Regions from separate parts of the Hordeum vulgare genome. Here region 2 is linked to region 1. The links are chromatin contacts, called in public Hi-C maps. All regions are on one chromosome and are shown on one strand. Each heading gives the region's core, a stretch centred on a gene start, on an enhancer-like site or on the middle of the called end of the contact. The rest is flanking DNA. Distances are from core to core; before and after follow the strand shown. Region 1 has its middle 190 kb from the start of LOC123396714. Region 2 holds the start of LOC123396714 (transcription factor HEC1-like).

The links. A called contact is a pair of places that touch in the nucleus more often than the background predicts.
Region 2: a contact with region 1 is called in a Hi-C map of an unstated tissue, with 9 times the contacts expected there. The contact joins the promoter of LOC123396714 here to the enhancer-like site in region 1. A contact is called at or near these places in 3 of 6 Hi-C or Micro-C datasets (leaf, seedling and an unstated tissue).

What each region holds. Positions count from the first base shown.
Region 1 is chr5H:459,081,200-459,084,900 of MorexV3_pseudomolecules_assembly, forward strand. No RefSeq gene overlaps it. Among protein-coding and RNA genes, the nearest start is that of LOC123396714, 190 kb to the right of the region's middle. Within about 2 kb of position 1,617, at least 1 of the 3 cell types and tissues checked has open chromatin away from gene starts, as enhancers often do.
Region 2 is chr5H:459,267,409-459,271,109 of MorexV3_pseudomolecules_assembly, forward strand. It overlaps LOC123396714 (transcription factor HEC1-like), which reads right to left and starts at 1,602. Exons shown (of 1, transcript XM_045091567.1): 1 at 306-1,602. The coding sequence starts at 1,424. The coding sequence ends at 708.

The DNA.
Region 1 (3,701 bases), core at 367-2,866:
AACTAAAACATAAAAAGGAAAATAAAGATAACTCCAAATATTGGAGTATTATAAATATAAATTATCAGAAAAATAAAATCATTAAGATGAACATTTTTCTACGGCCAAAATAAATTCTTCAAAAAAATGTTTTGTAGAAAATTGTCTAAATGATTTGATTCCTTTTACAAATATTTTTTAAATGACCCCCTAAGTTTTAGGCTTCAAATACTTCCCAAAATGCCCCTAGTTTGGAAGGTCATGTTCATCCTCTCAAAATTTTAATATTTGAAGTCATTTAAACTTTTAAAATAGAGCCAAAATGAAATGAATTCCAAAAAGAAAAGTTTTAGTAGTTTTCAAATCCAAAACATTCAAATCCTTTATTATGTAGATGTCATGTCATCTCCTCTCAATGGTTTGAATTGGATGAAATTGGATTCATAAGAAAATGGGAAAGTCATTTTAATCCCTCTTATTCAAAAGTTTCAAAATTTTCAAATTTCACTGAATTTCAAACAATCATTCAAACAATCAATCAATTTAGTAATTATTATAACATACAAAATTTGGGATGTTACAATATTTGATGAACTTTTAAAAAAAACTGATTAACTATTTTTAAATTTATGAACCTTTTTCAGAATCAATGATTGTTTTCCAAATTTGAAGAACTTTTTTTTCAAAGTAGATGAAAATTTTCCGAATTCTTTGAACATTTTTTGAATTTGTTGAACTTTTCCCAAAAACCGATGAACATTTTTTCGAATTTGATGAACATTTTTTCAAATCAATAATTTTTCTTTTTAAATTTGGAACGAATGTTTTTTCAATTGATGAACTTTTTTCGCATTTGATATTTTTTTTTTAAAATCTATGAATTTATGTTCAAATTTGGGATGACCTTTTATTAAACCGATGATTTTTTTCGATATTAATGAAAATTTTCAAATCAATGAATTTTTATTCAAATTTGGGATGAACTTATATTAAATCGATGAACTTTTTTCAAAATCAATGAACTTTTTTAAAATTCAGTAACTTCTTTAAATTCATGAATTTTTTAAAAAATTGATGAACTTTTTTTTGAATTTGATGAACTTTATTTCAAATCATTTTTTTGCTAAATTTGGGATGATTTGTTTTTCAATCGATGAATTTTTTTCAAATTTTATAAACCTTTGTAAAATCATTTTTTTTCAAATTAGGGCTGTACTTTTTTTAAATCGATGAACTTTTTTGGGAATTAATGAACTTTTTTTCAGACCCATGAATTTTTATTCAAATTTGGGATGAACTTCTTTTAAATCGATGAACTTTTTTCAAAATGCATTAACTTTTTTTAAATTCAGGGATTTTTTTATTTCGTGAACTTTGTTAGAAAATTAATGATTTTTTTTAGGAATTTATCAACTTTCGTTGAATCTGATGAATTTTTTTGATTTTTGCGATCTTTTGTTGTTGTTGAATTTTTGCAGCAAAAGTCAACTCATGAACCGGCTGGGGAACCTGGTCTACTTCGCCAGAAAACCATGAACGACGCCCAAGCAAACGAATAAAGAGACCTTAGCGAACGAGCACACACGCATTTAATGGGCCACGTCCCGTTTAGCATGCGCGTGAGCGCCAACCTCGCTAGTTGGCGCTGAAGGCGCTGACTAGGAGTCAGCCATAGGCATACCCTTTGTCGCAAGGAGCACTGTCTATATGAAATCACTAGTTAAGGATCACCTATTGTAAAGCTCACTCCTTTCTTAGGGGCTAGCAGGTGGCCCAAAGCTTGTACATCACTTATGGCAATCTAAGAGTTTTTTCCCCATCGTTTTGTTTATTTAAAATGTTTAATCTCTTCAACCGTGCATCTAAATCCCGGACTGTTTCACCACTGAATTTATCGCATCGAGATCTTCAAAAGTAGATCTCGCGTCAATAGGTTTCAATAATTTTTTTCATGATTTGTTTTTTGTAAAAACAAGAAAATAATAAAAAAAATACTAAAATGGAATACAAAAATTAAAACCGACAAAAAATGGAAAAAAATGTATGAGAAAAACTGAAACAAAAAACCTCTAGCTGAAAGCATGTTCTTTTATCTTTTTCTTTTCGAGAAGCACAGTTGTGCATCATGTGGAAGCAAATTTAAACCTCCACAAGAAGAAAATCTATACTTCCTGTGAAAGCAAATAGTTTTTTTTCTTTTCAAGAAGCACGGATCACTAAAGTAAAGGTATGCATACACGAGAAGGAAATCTATGTTTCTTGTGTAAGCATTTTTTTAAAATCACATTTGTACTTCTAGTGATGGCAAATATGTGCCTCCGCTAGAAGCAAGTATGTTTTTTCATGGAAGTACATTTTCTTTTGCTTTTTAAGAATCATAGTTGTGCTTCTCACGAAAGAAACTACGCCTCTGCGAGAAGCAAATTTATGCTTCTCATCGATGCAGACGTTTTTTTTCTTTCTTAAAAGCATAATTGTGTTTTTCCCACAAGCAATTCCTCATTGAAAAGCAAATTTGTGCTTCTTATGAAAGCACGAATGCTTTTCCTTTTTTGGAGAAGTACACCTACTTCTTGCAGAGAAACAAAAATGTGTCTTCACGAGAAGGAAATATGCGCCTTTACAAGGAGTAAATATGCATTTCAAATAAAAGCACAAATATTTTTCTTGCACAAAAAATTGTGAATTATTTTTCCTTCAAAATCTAGGGAAAACCCCAAAGCCAAAAAGAATAAATAAACATCTAAAACCTGAAAACGCGGCATAAAAATAAATACAAGGAAAACACCCAACACACAGCATATGACGGCGACTAGACACATCACTTTGACTTGCTCCCATGGCACCCAAATGACTTTTGAAGGCCCCCCTTAAGGGATAACCAAGAGTTAGTTGCTTCCGGTATGCGGACTAGACTTGTTTTTCTGTACACTGAGCCGCTGGACAATTGCACTTGTTGATTACTGAATGGGATTGAAAAGTATATTCAGTTCGACATTTTCTGTGGCTCACGGAAGACACAAGAGCTATGACTGACTTCAAGTGAGACGTAGCTCTGCTCGCCTATTACACGACGCTGGCAGGTCGGCAAAATATTTCAGCTGACTATGTGTGAGTTTTTTTCCCATGTCTACGGTTTCCATTGTTTGCATCAGGTTTTTCTTTGTATTTCTGTGTGTGTTTTTCTGTTTCTTTCTTTAGTTTTCACTCATCTTCTTCAGTTTATTTATTTTATTTTACCTCTTTCATTTTTTGAATACTTGTCTACTTTTTCTTTACGCGTTGTATTTTCCGCAAACAGTAGGAAAAATGATTCTAAACATGGCAGAATGAGCATGAGTAAGTTGAATGCACAAGATCACGGATTAGGTAGGAGGGCAATGTCTATTGCGTTTTGAAATGTAACTTGTACGCTCTCCTCTGCTATGATATAGAACCAGAAGAATAGATTGTGGAGAGAAATTGTAATCAAGACCATGATTTCAATTTGGAACGACATACTTGATTTACATATTGTGTTTCTACAAGTGTTATTCGCACATTTGGTAGCGGTGTATTTGTTTATTTGGGATTTGACGTAACATTTATTTATTTATACTAATTATGTGCCCATGTGTTGCCATGGGAGGCCATATATTTTAAATCTCAATATTTATAGCCTGAGTCATGGATGGTCAATAAATTAATGTAATTGAGAGGCGCATGGAAAGATATGGTGAAAT
Region 2 (3,701 bases), core at 352-2,851, 190 kb after region 1:
TGTTCGGCCGGCCGGCGAGCAGAGGTACGTGCGAGGTAGACGGCGGCGTGACGGCATGGGATCAACAATGGCACGGCCCGGCCCTGCATGCACTGGCATTTTCTTGAGGCGGACCTCTACGTACGTACGTACCGCCATTGCCATTGATGCACGGTCAACTTTGTGGACTAGTCAGGTCGATCGGCTGTGGCGTACGTACTACGTGGTACTACCAAATGTAGCGAAAGAGAGAAAGGACGACGGTTCTTGTTCATTCAGATGCATGCATGCATGCACGCCAACGGAATTTTAGGATCACACTGTTGTGCATGGCAAATACTGCATTGATAAGGTGAAAAAGTGTACATCCCTAGGGGTAGTAAGTACACTAGTAGTAGTACGTACGTACGTAGGTAACGCGCATGGACGGGCTTGCGAGTCCAAAAAAAGCTTGGAGCAAACCACGTGCGAGCTAGCTAGCATGCGGTAACAAAACGGCAATAAATGTAACTAGAAGGTTCCTACTACACATCTTTACACACATGCATGCGAATATGCGACCATGCACTACACATCCGCACAGAGCTACAGAAATCATCCGAGGAACTCCAAAAGCGATCGGGGACGACGAGCTGGTGCGCGCGGCGACAGAAACGGGAAGGATTATTGAATCACTATCATGGTAGCTGAAGCGTCGACGGGCCGTGCTGAGTGCTGAGGAGGATGAGCTACCACGGCGCGTGCTGGAGGGCGGGGTAGGCGAAGGCGGCGGCGCGGTGGGCGGCCGCGCCGGTGGCGGCGGCGGCGAGCTCGAGCGACTGCACCTGGGACTTGAGGAACTTGACGTAGTGGATGGCCTCGTCGAGCATGGAGGCGGTGTCCATCTTGGTGCCGCCGGGAACGAGGCGCTGCAGGACGCGGATGCGCTCGCTGATGCGCTCCCGCCGCAGCCTCGCCGCCACGCTCTGCGGGTCCTTGGAGGTCCGCACGTTGCGGCGCTTGGGCGGCCGCACCGCCTCCGGGTCGATGTCCACCGGCTGCAGCGCCGCGATGTGGAAGATCATCTCCCGCATCGCGTCCGACGACGACGGAGACGAGGAGTACCCCTGCGGCGCGCCGGTAGGGCCGTCGAAGACGACGGCGCCCGGAGACACCACGTACTCCTGGTGCACGCCGCCGGTGCCGGCGTCGGCGTACCCCGCCGCGGCGGCCTGGGCATGCATGTCCTGGTGGTAAAAATACCCGGCGTCGGTGGGCGCGCAGGCCGTGGACACGTGCGGCGGAGGCGAGAGGCTGTGCGAAGGGGTCTGCGCGGGCGATATCGGCGGCGACGCCTCCGCCATCATCAGCGACTGGTCGTTGAGCGCCTGCTCCAGCTGAAGCATGGTGTTCATCAGCGCGAGCTGCGCCTCCGGGCTGGAGCTCATCAGCAGGTCAAAGTCCATGGATGATGGCTCAAACGATCGAGAGCTTGCTCTCAGTGAGACGTGTATGTGTTCTTGCTGCTGCAAAGGACTGGACTAGGAGCTCGCTCGAGCTTGCTGGCTGTTTGAGGAAGGTTTTGCTGGGTGTGCTGTTGCCAAACCGCAAGTGGAGGCGCCTATTTATAGGCAGAGGAGCTGAGGAGGAGGCCGGAGCCGGGACGACGGTAGGGCCGTCGCCATTTGGAGCCGACTGGCTGGGATAAATGTGATGCTGCTTCCTCTGTAGCATCAGCACACACTAGCAGCTAGCTAGCGATCTCTTCTCCTCAATTATTCCCCCCTTTTCTTCATTTTATTAAATTTCTGTATGTATATACTCCCTTTCTTTTGCCTTGCTGCTCCTTCCCGGAAGCTGGAATTGCACTCCCGTGCGCTGCGCGAACGTATAGATAAACCTTCGCTTTCGTCGAGAAGGACGTCTCTATAAAATGTCTCACAGAACACGGATCAGCCGAAATCACCAGAATTAAGAATGCCGACGACTGCTTTAACTTGGGCATCGAATTAAGCTTTTTTCTCACCTGATTTGGTTAGCGGCGCGCGAGGGTCGGTCCATGAACGCCGGCCTGACACGTGGATGGGCGATCGCTTTTGCTGTCCACGTATCGGTCAGTGGAGTGGCTGGCTTCGAAAAGGGCAAACATGCACCGGGGCATACCAGCATATCGCGCTCCACGTCGGACTGATGAAGCTTGCGTGCGAATGCGATGAACCGCGCGCCCCGCGGTCTTTTTTCTCTACGATCACGCGGAACGTGATCTGGTTGATTCACAAGATAAACGGACGAGATTCAGAAATACTCCCTCCGTTTCAAAATATAAGACCTTTTAGAGAATACACTAGGAGACTACATACGAATTAAAATGAGTGAATCTATATTCTAAAATATGTTTATGTACATTCGTATGTAGTTCATAGTGTAATATCTAAAACGTTTTATATTTAGGAACGGAGGGAGTACTAGTCAGTATTTTATTTTATTTCGCGGAGAACTAGTCGGTATTTTAGTTATCACCATATTTTTTTTATTCTTCCAAGAACTGGTCGTCGATTATATATGTTATAAAATAAATACCGGTGCAAAAAGTACAGTGTTAAAAAATAGTTATTATATATTTTTTGTTTTTATTTACTCCGTATATTAGATATGTATAAAGTTAAACCTTAAATACCCTCAACAAGTTTGTATAAATATACTCCCTCCGTTTCAAAATAATTGTCTTAACTTTGTACTAGCTTTAGTATAAAGTTGTATTTAGCTTAAGACACTTATTTTAGGATGGAGGGAGTATATTATAGTAACATGTACACCATCAAATTAATACTATTGGATTCATCATGATATATATCTTCACATCATATAAATTTATTACTGTTAATGTTCATATTGTTTTTTACAAGCTTGATCAAATTTTACAAAGTTTACTTTCAGTCAAAATCAATATGCGGAGTATACAACAACCTTGCATAGCTAGTAAATAATGTACGTTCTGACCTTTCCAATGATTTGCGCATTTTAGTTACTACCAAATCTTTAGTACCAGTAGTAGTAGATTTGGAACGGGAGTGAGGTACGGAACAAGCCGCCGAGAAGTAAAGCGAGCGTACACGGCGGGTTGCCATCGGCTCCCAACACGGTCAACGGGCTCAAGGGCGTTGGTCAGTTGGTCGGTTGGCATTTGGTACTCTCTTATAAATGACCCGGACCCGCCCGTGCTTGGCCCAACGCGATCCGACCGCGCCTAGCGCCCCACGTGTCGGTGATCCACGGGAGGACAAACATGCTCCGTTCACTTGCCTTTCCGCGAGTGTCCACCGCGTCCTCACGCGAATGTTTACCGACGCATTTTTTTTAGTAAATAGTACTTACATCTGTGGTCGTAGAACTTACACGTGACCTTAGTTTGGTGCATAAACTTGCTCAATACATGTTTTTAATCATCAAGCTTGCATGAACGTTCAAATACAGCCACATTTCACGTACACGGACGTATCAGGGGCAAGTCAGCGCGATCACGGTCCGCTTTCAGCTGTTGTCACGTGGTAGATTTGCAGAAAAGTTATTATTGGATTATTTTATTTACGTATCAAGACCTTAAAATAAAATGAAAAATTAGGAATGAGGACGGTGTTTCAAACCCACAACCTGTCTCTAGTATGGGTGCACAACTATCAGACGAATGATGATTGATGTTTAGTATGCACTAGCAAACATGCACGTGCGTTGTAATGGGATCA